2 separate regions of the Danio rerio genome follow, and region 2 is linked to region 1. Evidence: chromatin contacts called from public Micro-C data. All regions are on one chromosome and are shown on one strand. The core of a region is the stretch at or near the end of the contact, and the rest is flanking DNA. Distances in the headings are between cores, read along the strand shown.

The links. A called contact is a pair of places that touch in the nucleus more often than the background predicts.
Region 2: a contact with region 1 is called in a Micro-C map of caudal fin, with 2.6 times the contacts expected there. The contact joins the enhancer-like site here to the promoter of taf4a in region 1. A contact is called at or near these places in 2 of 18 Hi-C or Micro-C datasets (caudal fin and hematopoietic stem cells).

Annotation. Positions count from the first base shown.
Region 1 is chr11:23,087,896-23,095,353 of GRCz12tu, reverse strand. taf4a (TAF4A RNA polymerase II, TATA box binding protein (TBP)-associated factor) reads left to right here and starts at 2,769. Exons shown (of 15, transcript XM_005172888.6): 1 at 2,769-3,985. The coding sequence starts at 3,289. The region is part of intron 1 of LOC141376595 (a long non-coding RNA gene); the gene reads right to left.
Region 2 is chr11:23,284,166-23,291,623 of GRCz12tu, reverse strand. The region is part of intron 1 of mapkapk2a (MAPK activated protein kinase 2a); the gene reads left to right. All of the region lies in intron 1 of LOC141376595 (a long non-coding RNA gene), which reads right to left. Among named protein-coding and RNA genes, the nearest start is that of mapkapk2a, 35 kb to the left of the region's middle. Within about 2 kb of position 3,588, at least 30 of the 62 cell types and tissues checked have an H3K27ac peak or open chromatin away from gene starts, as enhancers often do. A contact at or near this core is called in caudal fin, where this site is marked.

The DNA of each region.
Region 1 (7,458 bases), core at 1,520-4,019:
TGGAGTTTGCATTTTCTCCTCGTGTTCGCGTGGGTTTCCTCTAGGTGCTCTAGGTGCCTCCACAATCTAAAGACATGCGGTATTGAATTGAATAAGCTAAATTGGCCGTGTATGTGTGTGAATGAGAGTGTAAGGGTGTTACCCAGTGTTGGGTTGCGGCTGGATAGGCATCCGCTGCAAAAAACATTTTCTGGAGGTTCATTCCGCTGTGGCGAGCCATGATTAATAAGTGACTAAGCTGAAAAGAAATTTAATGAATGAATACCTTTCAGCAAGTAATGTAGGAAAAACGACTGTACCTCTGAAGCATTTACTTGAACAGGTCACTAGAATACTGTTTCATTATAAACTGTGAAATTATGTTTTACACCGTAGAGAAAGTAACAATAAAAAATTGATGCATATTTGATATTTAAATCTGGCACTCAATGAGCGTCACACACATCAGGAGAGCCGCACCTGTGATGCAAATACAATCATTTAAATCTCTTTTAGAACAAACAGCTTGTCATTGAAACTGTGAGCGAATGAGCAGAGAAAGTCAGGGCTGCGATTTAATACATACTGAATTTTTAGGTGAAATCAAATTAGCATTAAATTAAACTGACCTAAAACATTAAGTTGGATCATGTACAAGTTAGGAATAAGTTGAAACATGATTAACTTAAAATAAACACAAAATCCTTGATATTGATCGTTTAAAAGCAAAACGTTTTGTTCACATTCAATTTGAGGTTTTTTTTATCATTAAATGTTTTGCCATAAGAAAATTATATTAATTAATTATGGTTTAGGTATAATCATGCTTTTATCTTCTCTTCCAAAATTCCTTAATAAAAGACAGCTTCAGTGTCCTTGAGTGGCCCAGCCAGAGCCCAGACCTCTAAATCCTATTGAATATCTGGAGAGATCTGAAAGTGACTGTACATCGTTGTTTCCCATCCAACCTGATAGAGCTTGAGAGGTACTGCAAAGAGGAATGGGCAAAAATTCCCAAAGACAGGTGTGCCAAGCTTGTAGCATCCCATTTAAAATTACTTGACGCTGGAATCACTCCTAAAGGTGCATTAACAAAGTACTGAGCAAAGGCTGTGAATACTTGTGTACATGTGATTTTTCAGGTATTTTATTTTTAATAAATTTGCAACAATTTCAAAAAATCTTTTTTTACATTGTCATTATGGGGTATTGTGTGTACATTTTTCAGGAAACAAATTAATTTAATCTATTTTGAAATATGGCTGTGACATAAAATAAAATGGAAAAAGTGAAGCGATAGGAATACTTTCCGGATGCACTGTATACTGTAAATACAAGAAGAACCAACTGCTCCAGAGCATTATGTTTATTTTTTCCATTCAATCTAGCAGATTACGCGATGACATAAACATTATTTAATTCAAATCAGAAATGAAAGAAACGTTGACCACACATCATCAGCGACCTTTATGAACATTGATCTGATCTGCCTTTTTTTTTATAAAACTCATACTTGTTTACTGATTCACTGGTGATATTGATTAGTGCAAAATTAATACCAATAAAATGCTTGTGTATCTAAATAGTTTTTTAATTATTAAAAAATTAAACTAATTAAATTAGTAAATTAAAGTAGTTGTAAAGTACACTGGTATAGATGTTAAGTGTTAAAGTTCTCATCCTTAATTGAAATGATTAGAAATAGTGAAAACAACCAGAAAAACACGACTAATATTTAGTGATGCTTGTTTAACGATGTCGTCTCACAGCAAGAAGGTCACTGGTTCGAGCCTCAGCTGGGTCAGTTGGGATTTCTGTGTGGGATTTGCATGCTTTCCCCATGTTAACGTTGGTATCCTCCAGGTGCTCTGGTTTTCCCTCACAAGTCCAAAGACATGTGGTATAGGTGAATTGGGTTAGCTAAATTGTCAGTAGGGTATAAGTGTGAATGAGAGAGAGTATGAATGTTTCCCAGTGATGGGTTTACAGCTGGAGGGGCATCCGCTGCGTGAAACATGCTGGATAAGTAGGTTTATTCCGCTGTGGCAACCACAGATAAATAAAGTTTTTTATATAAGTTTCATTAATTGCTATTTTAACAAAATGTTATCAAATTATAAAAAAAAAACACCTATAAAAATAAGGGAGGACTTTTGAGAGCAAATGTGTCAGCTCACATTATGTTAGAAAAAAATTAGGTACTATTGGTTCAAGAAAGAGCTTTCTATTGGTTCTTTCTGTCACTTCGTTGACTATTTAATCAGCCATATTTTATTTATAACGTGCTTGCAAAATACAGACTTTTTATCCCGATGCAACGCTGTGCACATTGACAGAAAAAGTGTAGCATAAGTTAAAGTGAAGATTGAGCGTGTGACCAGAAACCCTGTGAACTATGGCTGCAGTAGCACGCGTGCCCTCTATGGCCAGTCACGCTGGCAGAGGTGTGGCGCCTTTTCACGCTTTCAACACAGACGCTTCAAAACACGGGGCCATCTTGGGGGAAGACAGCCCGCTGTGAAGTTCACACAACAGCCTCTACATGCTTTATAACCCGCACATAACAGCTATAAGTGCCTCTAGACACAACCGAGAGCAGCGCCCGTATAATTCAACGGTTGTTTTTCAACTTCACAAGGCCCTTTTCTCGATGACAGACCGACTCTGACCGCGCTCCGCCAGAATCAACTGACGTTTCTCATGTCCCGCCTCCACGCACGGAGACCACCAATGGCGGCTCCACAAAACTTCAGCGTAATGACGTTTCCGCTTTTGCGCGCATGCGCAATGTCATTTTATCCAAAGCTCCTCACTGTTCACATCGAAGATGGCGGCAGGCTTTGACCTGCTATATAAGGATTTCTGTATTAAAAGAGTGGGAAAGAAACTTTTTACCGACACTTCAGGTTGTATTAGATTAGACGTTTCCACATCTTGCCATAATAAGTTTGAGGTAAGCGCCCAGGCAGCCGGAAAATCACCCCGCTGACTCCGGGAAAAGAGGCAATTCAACTAGCTAATGTTGACATTTTGCGAGCTCTTGTACATATGAACATAATGAAAGCAGTCGCTCTTCAAGTGTGTTAGATGATTATTTCTCCCAAGAGCATTGTTACTAATGGACTTGAGGTGACACGGGCGCTTGTCAAATCCTTATTGACATTGTGACACGAGACTCCCATTCACTCACGCTTGTTTCCTTCGAAAAGCAACTGGAGGGAAAAGCCGATGAAAACCCAAACTTCCTGAACTGATGTGCCAGAGGCACAGATGGAAGACAGCTAAGGCGATCCGGTCTTTCTTAATGCTATGGTAACTACTTTGATCGGGACGTCCACAGTGCAAACTTTGAACGGAGGCAATGCAATGGATCCGCACACTGAAAGCGGCACTCCAGTGTCCAGTGGTCCATCATCATCATCGTCAGACGACGCTTCAACTTCTGTCCCGGTTGTTAATAACGGGCCCGGGGTGGCGAAAGGACTCGGAAACGTCACGGTCGCCCCAAGCCCAAACACAGTGATACAGTCTTCTTTCGGGACTCCTCCAGCCGCAGCATCCAGTGCAGGACCCTTAGTGACAGTTGTCAGGCCATCTATGCAAACTGCTGGAGCAGGTTTAACTATTAACGGAAGTAATAATAATACCACCATTTCTGTAGCCAATGTAGCGACCCCGGGAATAACTACTACTTCAACTACTACTACTAGTTCTACTACTACAACGACCCCTCTTTTGTTGAACCAGACTTCTGCACCTGTCACCGCGAGCAAGTCCGAGTCTCCTAAAACTATCATCCAGCCCGCAGGCAGCATGACTGTCGGCCCTGCAGTGGCCAAGGGGGCTGTTTTGCAGGGGGTTGCGAGAACCGCAGCTCCGGCAACTGTTGCAGCAGCATCAGCATCATCTAGCCCGACCATCAGGGCCAGCGCGCCACAGGTGTTAGCGCCCCGACTCCCTCAGAGCAGCCCGGGCCAGAACATCCAGAATATCCAGCTACCTCCAGGTACCCCACGCTCACATTAGCACTTTCCCTGAATGTTGTCTGGAATGACATGATATGTGTATAGAGAAACTTACGAGGAGTGTTTTGGTTTCGTGTGAAGTTTGCTCTCTCCTGAAATACTTGCAAACTGAAAAAAATAAGTGCATAAAACAAAAGTATATCTTCATTAGAGTGTAATTAAAAGTTAGTTTATCTAAAACACACTCCGAACATGCCTAACTCGCTTTCTTCAATAGGAGCTGTCAGACATATTGACAGCTTCAGTCTCCATACATTCTTTGTGACTTTTCTTTCTATTAAGAGAGAAGTAAGTCCTGCAGACTTCCAACAACATGATTATTAGTAATATTTGGGTGAACTGTGTCTTTATAAGTCGATTGAAAGCAAATTGATGTTAAAGTCCTCTCCATGCTTTTTAGTCAAAAACTAACTATATTTTAATTTAAATTATTAATATTTACTCTGTGGCATATTTTTTAATTTGCTCTAATATATATCAATAATTCATAAAATAAGCTACTCTTCATTCATGTACATTTGTATCAATTCATGTACAAAGTCATCTGAGGTCACATCTCAGATTATACAAATTTGAGGGTCAGAGTTCACCAAAGTTCTTTCTTAAATGTGATTCCAGTCTTCAGCATTCATATACAATAATAGATGTAAATCTAACAAGAAGTGTAGTCTGACCATCCATTTGGGTAATTTTAGTCAGCACTGTTCAGTCTTCAGCCTTGTTCTTTTACTTTCTTACAAGTGCCTTGTCTGCACTCACGCTTATGTGTAGGTAATTACTTCACAACCACAAAAAAAGTATATACAGCTCTGGTATTTCACATATATAAGCAATTCCATGCAAATGTCAACCTTGCCATGAAAGAAATAAAGTTTTCACTTAAATAGAGAAACCGTTTTTACACTTTTTTTCAGTGTAAGCAAGTATTTAATAGTAATACTCAAACATGTCTCTGTCAGTGTTTCAAACTATTTTATTTGCTTTACTAAAGTCACACAATTGGCAATTTCACATTTGTCACATCCATAATTGAAAAGTGTCACATACATAACAAAGCCTTTTACTCATAAATGCAAAAATGTCAAATAAAATTAATCATTTTTGTTCTGTAGTGGGCCAACTCTTATTCTTTTGATTAGCATTATTTCTTTTGGGTTGTGCAGTTTAATTCACAGAATTTTTACAAAGTGTGCTGTGTACTGTAAACCTTTTTGGTCACATCCATAATGCATGTTTATTTTCCCATTTAAAATATAGAATATGTTTACAGATTGATATTTTTCTTATCCCATAACTAGGCATGGGCCGGTATAAGTATGACGATATAAAAAAAAAAAAACCTGGATAAAAATTTCACAGTTTCATGTTTTTTTTAAATGTCTTTGTGAAAAACAACAACTTTTTTCCCCATTAAGCACAATATATTTTATTTGACTTCTGCTGGTTTAATAGTTTTTTTTTTTTAAAAAACACAGATTTCTTTACAACTTGAAAAGGCATTTTTGGAGGGTCATTTTCTGCTAAAGATACTATTGCTCTAAGAAATTATAAAAAAATGTGTAAAAACACGTAAAAAAACTTATACATACCTTAGGAACAGTATAGCAGAAACATTTTCCAGTATTAAACCCTTGACTTTTTTAAACCGCGGTAAACTTTGAAACCGGTTATCGTCCCATGCCTACCCATAACTCTGTGGTTAGTTGTTTTGGAAAATATAAACAGTTGCAATATAATGTTACCGAATATGTTTTGATTGTTTTTATAATTATTTTTATACCTATAATTAAAAAAAAATGTTTTATAGGTTTTGGGTTTTTATTGCAAACATCGCATTCAACGTATCATATGTATGTTACACATTTAAGGTCTGAAAATATGGAATATTTTTCTTTCACCTATTGTAATTTTCTGCAAAAAATGTTTTAAATGATATCTTTAATTTTGAGGTTATGAGTATTTCATAAAATCAATTTAAAACCCAAATAAACATTTTAATAAAAACCTGCATCTATTAATGGTAAATCCAGAGACTTGAAAATTATTTTGAAAAGGTCTCTTAATTTTTTTCTACCTTGTTAATATAAATCATACACTCTGCATCAGGCCGATACGATATCTATTTTTTGCCACTCATTATAAAATGCCAAATGACAATATAATAGCATTGCAATGCAAGTTCACTCTTTTGAAAAACACATTATATTTCTTTGGATGGTGAAGGAAACCGGAGACATCGGGGAGAAACACGGGGAGAATATACAAACTCCTCATAGAAACACCGACCGGCCTGGTGGGACCAGGGCCGGCAGTGTTCTTGCTGTGGGGCTCACAGTGCTAACCACTGGGCCTCCGTGCTGCCTGATCAGTGGTAAAGGAGGAGAATAGGGGAGGAAGGGGGGTTTCTTCCAAGTGTAGATAAAATTAACTGAAAACTGTGGTTATTTATAGTAGCTTAGGACTCATATGATTGGAAGATAGTGATTAGCAAATACGAGACCGGCCGTGATAAATCATAAGCAAGTGATCCTCTCGAAATTAGTTTATGAACAAACTTCATTTAATTGAATTATTGAGAAATTAAATAATTAGGCATTTGAATCAGAATGTGAAACTGCATATCTTACAAAATAAAAATAAATGTTATCAAAAAAGTGCAAGGTAAAAAGTAACAGAGGCTGCGATATCTGCTACCAGATTGTTTCAGTTACTGTATCAGACACCCACATTAACATATACTAAAGTAATTTATAGTAAATACTATAGTGTTTTTTTAACCATATACTGACACTGACACCTCCACTAGAGATAGAGATGTTGCAGATGTTGGTTTTTAAGTAAGGGCGATAGGGTTGTAACAATATACCGGTATGACGGTTTACCACGATTTGAATGTGCACGATTATAATACCATGAACAATTGCATATCAACGGTTTTAACCCTTAAAGACCGAGACAGCCGCCCGCGGCTAAAAATAAGTATTGCTCTTAAATGTTTAATAACTTTTGATCCGCTGATCCGATTCATACAATTCAAAGATTGGCATAAAGAAGAGAATCTCAGCTTTCCAGTGCTTTGACACATTATTTATTATTTTCTTATTTTTATTTGTTCATTGTAAGTGGTGTTGCTTATAGTAACTAAAAATATATTATTTGGAAAAAGTCAAATTTGCTTCACTGTTCTATTATTTTGTAACATTTGTAACATACCGTATACCGCGAAACCGTCAAACCGTGGTATTGTTTTAGACGATTATCATACCGTAAAAAATTCATACCGTTACAACCCTAGGCGATACATATACTGCATCACCAAAAATGATTGAGGTCATGTCCATGTGTTTTGCGATGAGTCGCTATACTGATTATTGTGACAGGCCTACTCTGCATACTGCATTGGACTTGTCATTGTCATGTGAGCTACCAGCATCACTCCTGTTGCTTAACTGTC
Region 2 (7,458 bases), core at 2,339-4,838, 200 kb before region 1:
CAGTCATCACAATGAGCTATAGTCTGTCATGTCTCTCAAACACACATTTTCCAAACGCATCACGCACACAAAGACTGTTCAATTGTAAAGTAGCTTACAGGCTGTTGTGTGATCAGTCCTTAAACAGAAGCAGGTGGAAGATGCTGGCCCTCCACCTCCAGCCCTCCCTTCCATCCTCTAGAAACCCCTCACCCCGCTCTTTTGTGTGCGTGCAGAGGGTATCTTTTGTACTGGGCCTCAGGAAGGTGAATGGGCCACATCTGCCATTCTCCCACTGAGCGGGTGAAGGAAAAACACTGATAACAGATGGACATAATTTTCCTGCATATCCGTTGGTATTGGACAGCAGCACTTTGTGGTGGCAGAGGTGTTTGATATTGAGTTTGAAGTATAAGCACAGTGATGATAAACTAACTCAGCATTTTAGGATGTTTGAAGTGACCTTGTTTATTATAGTGGGGATAAAGTGTACATGCTTAACAGCACAGAGATGTGAATGAATGATCAGCATAATGCAATAGAAGATTCCAGCTTACGTTGTTGTTGTTGTGTTTCTGTTACAATAACACATCATGGAACCCGACTAGAGTTGTTTTTAGCATCTGCTGCAGCAGTATGAGAACATAACGCATGAACTTCATCTCTGGAGCTGCCATGAAAGTACTTCTTCAGCAATGAACAAAATAAATAAATTTTGATGAAATAAAAATTTGCAATAAATTGGCAAAATATGGAACCACAGTCCATACAGTAAACTCTCTCTCTCTCTCTCTCTCTCTCTCTCTCTCTCACACTCTCTCTCTCTCTTACACTCTCTCACAATAATATATATACACACACAATATAAAACTTATTGCAAAGTATTTCCCTTTACTATAAATTACTGTAGTATTGTATTGTGTAACACCTGGTTTTATTGGATTTTTAGTGTATGCCGTTATTTAATATAATTTGTTTCTGTTTAATACAGCATATTATTTACAGTAAATAACTGAATTATGTCTCATATGTGTCAATGACAGTTTTATTGATCACTGAGATCTGATTGAATTGGATTTAAGTTGGTTCGATTTAAAAATAAAAATTGTAAAAATTTCTTAGATGTAGCTAAGCTACTTTTTCCAATTAGTTTTTAGCTTAGCTTGCTACATTTCCCTGAGGGTAGCTTTTAGTGTAGCTAAGCTACATTTTAAGTAGAGTAGCTAATAGCTTAGCTCTTTAGATTTTTCAAGTAGCTTGCCCAGCCCTGCCGCCACAGCAAAGGAACATCCTATCTTAAGCCTGGTTTATACTTTTGCGTCAAGTGACCGGCGTAACCCACGGCGCATGCAACGAGCGTAGCTGTGCATTTATACTTCTCCGTGCTGTCTCTGTTGGTCTGCATTAACACTTTCGAAACGCTAGTTGGCAGTGAGGTGTAAATGTCCCTCTGTGTCGAGTTTCTTCGCTGCTGTTTTACTTTTCCTGAACACTTCCGGGATGTAAAAGTGGAACAAACTCGCTCATTTTGAGGCAGGAACCAGCGGACGTGCAACAACTTTAACTATGAGGTAAACACAAAACAAAACTTTCCATCCGGAGCTCCTTCACGGGACTCCAGACTTGTAAACAATTGCTCCATTGGGCTCGCACCATTCACGCGGCTCTCGGTCCTGCTCAGATTGTCAGCGCTACCAAGCCGACCAATCACAGAGCTTGCGCTACGCATCGTTGCAATGTGTAGTTAAATTTTTTTGAGAGGTGCACGACGGCCACGGCGAAGGGCTATGCGTCAGCATCGTAGCATATGCCGGCGTTTGAAGCAGAAGTATAAATCACCCTTTACTGTGGCTCAACACCAACTCTGCAGGCAGATGTGATGTGGGTCCTTAAACAATGTCTGAGCACCCCTCTTACACATCGAATGAGAACATTACAGAGGTTTTCAAAACCATTTTTCCTGACTCTGAGGTTGAAGTTACATTCTTGTGCGGAAGCAACAAAACTGCATTTATTACTTAATTCAGATCCTTTTATAACTAAAGAATTCAATAATAATAGTCAATAGTCAATAAGGCCAACGGATTTGTGGTCATGTTTGACCTTCAATTGGACCTTCATATTCACTACTGGGTGGACGACCGCGCTGCTGCCAATGTATTAAATATAACTGAAAATTGAAATAAAATGCTTTATTTAACTCAAGTAGCCCACTTGTACATAATTATTTTCTAGGGTTCAAACTTTATACAGATTTGACTTTTTTTTCCCCTCATACTTCTGTCGGAATGGGTGCGAAGTTGGCAATGAAGTTCATTTAAAATGATATCGAAAAGTTCTTAAAAAGCCTTGAATTTCATTTGGAGGATCTTGGGGGTACCCTACCGCTATGCTCAATTCGACCAACACCCATCCAATTACTAACAATATATTTCATTAAAAAATTTAAGAAAAATTTATTTATTTAATAACTCTAGTAACTAGTAATTAATGTGCTTTAATTATTTTCCTTAAAATAACATTTGTTTTTAATGTTTTTAAGGTTAACTTGGTCGTTAAAAAAATTATTTTAGCGTTTAGCCTTCTGTAAGTCTACATTGTCATTCTTTATGGTCTGAAAGTGGCCTTTTAACCTCTAAATGTCAAGTGCTATTCTGGGCTTTCCGCCTGGATTTTGCACACTGATCATAATCTTTGCAAAAGTTATTCTGTTCCAGCTGATGAGAGAACGGAACCACTTAAGGGGGTGTTGGGCCAGTACAATGATTATTATTATAATTAATCATAATATATTCAAAGTAATAATTCCTCAATTTCTTTCCATGTTTTCATCTTAATAAATGTTTTCATCTGCTATAAATCTTTATTTGTAGGTTTCCTATAAAATGTATTTTGTTTAAATTAAAACATTTTGTTATTTAAATTAATTGGAAATTCTTTTTACTAAACATGTTTGTCTCAAGTTGTTTCAAACCTAAATGACTCTTCCTTTTATCTTTACAGAAATTATCCATTTCTCATCATTTCTGTTTTTCTTTCTAAATTTTGTCCGCTTATGAGGTTCAAAGCTACATTACTTTTTGTTTGATTTCCATTATACTGGCTTAAAGAAGTACTTTTTGGTTCAATTCTTGGTAAGTAATGATACATTTTTAGTTTTAAAGGTTTTATTTCGGTTATTTTATACATTTTGATCATCAAGATGTTACATGTAATAACTGACATACATAGAAATGCTGACACACACAAGCAGATGCATGAAAACAGTTAGACTGTGCTAATACCTGCTCTTTCTGAATTATATCGCTTCATGTGAGCATACTTGGTAAGCAGTGCTGCACTAAACTAATGACTTTGAAAGCAAAAGCAATTTAGATTACAAGTGACCCTTTTATAAATTATAAAAATACTATGATGAGTTCTGTGTGTTTCTTCTAAACATTGTGCCCATGTGACGCTGTGGGTGTCACGTTTATTTGTGTTTGTGTATGTTAAAGTCTTAGCCGGTTGTTGTTTGCTGTCAGGACGTTAGCAGGATATCAAGGGTGCTTTAGGGTTTGGCAGTGAAATCGGAGCACACTCTGCCCCGCCACATGTTTCATTGGAGAAAACCAACACCCTCCCCCCTCACACAACACCACACCACACGTGACACCACCCCTTCTCTCATATCCCCCTTCATATGCAAAACAAAGCTCGTGCCACCTGCCATATGTCTTTTCCTTCCTGTCACTCAAAATGATCCATGCCAGATTTGTTAATGACATTTAATATCCAAGTCACTAGAGTCTAATATAGATGTTCTAGTTGCATTCAGTCCGGACAGGTGGCTGCGCTTCAAATCTGTTTCTGTGACGCAAGCTACATGCACCTAGTGCACCTTCAGACCCTTTATGACGCACTTTCTTTCGCTGTTCACTTATTTACACAATCACGGCTTGCGTACTCTTTAACTTGACTCAATGACAATGCAATGCTAAATCGTAGTCTTCACAAATGATTTAAAAGCCTTTAGAAGCCAACTTTCATGGATGTTAATCTATTGATATAAGTAGTGCTATGGTGGGAGTAGCTGTTAAAAACAAAGTGCCACTTAGTTTTTAGTGGACTGTTTGTCTTATGTTGGCTTAAGTTACCTCTTACTTTTAGCATTTAAAGGAGATTTTGTTGTGTGTGATATTTCAAGCTTTTCTTTTAGGTCTTTACAAAAAGCGAGCGATAGACCAGTGATGGAAATAATTAGTCTCTGTTGGCTTAGCAACATGATCCATTCGTCAGCTCCGCATATAATTACATGTGTCGCTTAAACAATGAAATGTCTCACCTTACCAGACTGAGCTTTATTTCAGATCTGGATACAATACCTAAAGTGTTTTCAGAAACCTGGCACCGTTTCTTGTTTTGCATAAGTGTAGTGCAGTCTGTGTATGGCTCTCTAAAATCTTACATGGTTTGTAGTTAATTAAAAACAGCCACATGTAGTGATTTCTGGTTGAAACTGGATCTTTATTAATTTCTCCAAGGACAAGTCTTTTTAGACCGGAGAGCTACATAAGATATTCTTCACCCATAATATTTTCTTTTTAAGTTGGCACAAGTAAACCATTGTTTTCGTCATCTAGATGGTGCATTATTTTAATCCAAAATGATGTCTAGTTGCTTTTGCATATGTTTATTGATGACAATAATATCATATAATCATACTATGAACATAATATTTTTATTATTCAAAAAATCTAAACAGCTGGAGGCAAATAAAAGTGCAAATAACCCTATTGCTCATGCACTCATATTTTCAATTTTTGTAGATATTTGATGTAAAAAAAAAAAAAAAAAAACATTGTAAAAAAATAAATAAATGGGCTGTCGAAATAGTGGTATACTGGATCCTAAATCTCACGGTTTGATCACATTGTTTTTTTTACCGATCGGACCATTATTTAGATCAGCAAAAAAGAAAGGATACAAATGTAATTTGCTTCCCATTTATTACAAAAATAGTACTGCAAGAAACGTTTGGTATTAACAAACAGAACTTATAACCTGTAATATTACTAAAAATAAAATGAATAAATTATCTGTTACTACTACTACTGTTGCCGCCAATGCTATATGTAAAAATCTAACATTATAATTTGTACAACCCATTTAGATTTTTAGTCTCATTTTCAAAAAAATTATTATTCACTCATAATAGATAAATGCTAGATAAATGCATATGATGGTGATTTTAATCTTTACCATGAACATCATCGGTTTTATCAAAACTATAACCTGTTGTTCCAGTACTTTGTGTTATTAGGGGCCGAGCACCGAATGCCTGAACACTCACAAAACTTTGCCCATGCCCCAGAAGTGGCGAAAATTTATGTTTGTTATAGCTTTCGGAGGTGGATGTGGCAAAATGTCTCTACAGCACCACCTATGCAGTTTTGACGGACTGGACCCAGGACTACAATTCACTCATACGTATGAAAATTGCCAATATCAACAAAAAAGTCGCTTTAAGCAAAATCTCAAACTCAACAGGAGGTCAGATATTTTTAACTTCCTGTGCAAAAAAAGTGTTTTTTTGCCATTTCCAAGCATTATATTTTAACGAAATTCTACTAAGGATTTCATCAGATCAACACCAAAATTGGATGTTGTCATCTAAAGGCCTTGGCGATGTTAAATTGCGAAGATCTAGAGTTTTCGTCAAAGAATGTGTGTGTGGCGGCCTCTTATACTTTGATTCACCACGAAACAGGAAGTTGTTAAAACTCAGGCATGTATTGTCCCATCCGTCCGATAACCTACAGTTATAGCTCCACTTGCTGACAACAGGAAATGACATGTTTTACAGTGTAACAAACTCCCCCTACGAATCCATTAGTTTAGTCCAAAGGCCTTTGTGATGCTTATTTGTGATGATCTAGAGTTTGCCGAAGGGCGCCTCTGTGGCGGACCGACAAATTTTCGTGTTTCACCATGGAGGGGGGAAGAGCTTATAACTCAGCCCCATAATGACTGATCTGCCTAAAAATTCACAGGTTCAATGAGATTTCTCTCCTGAAGACATCTACATGCTAATATTGAGTCACAGTCATAGCGCCACCTAATTTCAGCTTAAATTATTATTGTCCACTTTTCTCTGTCTTCCTAAGCCCACTGGGCGGTGGTAAGCCTGGGTGCGAGGTCCCTTTCATCACTGCTTGCAGCTTTAATTTGACTATTTGCAACTTCATAACTCAAATGAATAAAGACTAAATTTCTTTCTTGATTTTTGCATTTTTAAACTATGATTTGAATGCAGCAATTCAAAGCATTAATAAACATATGCAAATCACTATCATTTATAATTTGTTTAGTCAGTGTTGAGATCCCGATCTTTTAATGATTAATTGTGCAGCTTACACTGAATGCATTAATGCAGGCTAAACAAGTGGTGACCAAAAACACCTTAAGTAACCTAATATACCTACAACAGCCCGAACAACCTACCACAACTTCTTCCGTCATCAATATATTTTACAGGAAAGCCTTAATGCTTTCATACATGTGATTTGAATGATGTAAGAGGCAATTTATACAAATTTAGGATTAGTCTACGAGTAAAAAAATGTATTGGTTATGATTGTATGGGAAGTGTATTGGAAGGATGTTACAGTCCTAGTCAGAAGTCAAGTGGAATCAAAATTAATGGATGATTTCAATATATACAATTATAGTGTGATTTAAGGATTTTGAATGCAGTTTATGGAAGCTGCATTTAAAAAAATTCTAAAGTAATAATATTAATAAAAGCAAGTTTTTTGTCTCACACTTTTAAACATGAAATCAAGCTTTATCAGTGAGGATTTAGACTACATATTTAAGTAGCCATAAAAAAAATAAAAGTCTTCTCAAATGTAGCTTAAAATGACATCAAATGTCAAAACATTTATTATGGTTTTTGAAATGACAGTAGTTGAAATAAGTGTCATTCAGGTTTGTCAGGGTTGAGGCTAAGAACAACAAAATCGCTTGTTCTGCTGTGCATTAGTGAAATGCCACCTTGAGGTCTTTGGTGAGAGAGTGGCTTTGTCCATGCTGGTGTGTGTTGTGCTGTGTGTGGGTGACATTAGATGTGTCTGCATTGTCATAGCTTAGCATTTCATTACTATATTTTCATTTTTGTTTACATTTGTGATACCTAGCTTCTCACAATAGACAAGTTTGGTCTGGATCACACCTGTTTATTTGGCTGGAGGCACACAAACGTTCTGATTTAGCTCTGTCAAATAAGCTCCCTGTAGGCTGGTGTGAGTACATGAGATTTCACAGGGTTGATGTGGGCTGTGTGTGAAGAGAGGAATCCTGAGACTTCTAAGCTGGCTATCAGGACACGAGTTAACGTCTAACATCGAACACCCCCCAAAGACATTCTTTCCAGTGCTTGTCATACATATCTGTGTGCTGCAGGACAGCGTGCCTTTAATAGTGGCCTACTGCGTGTGT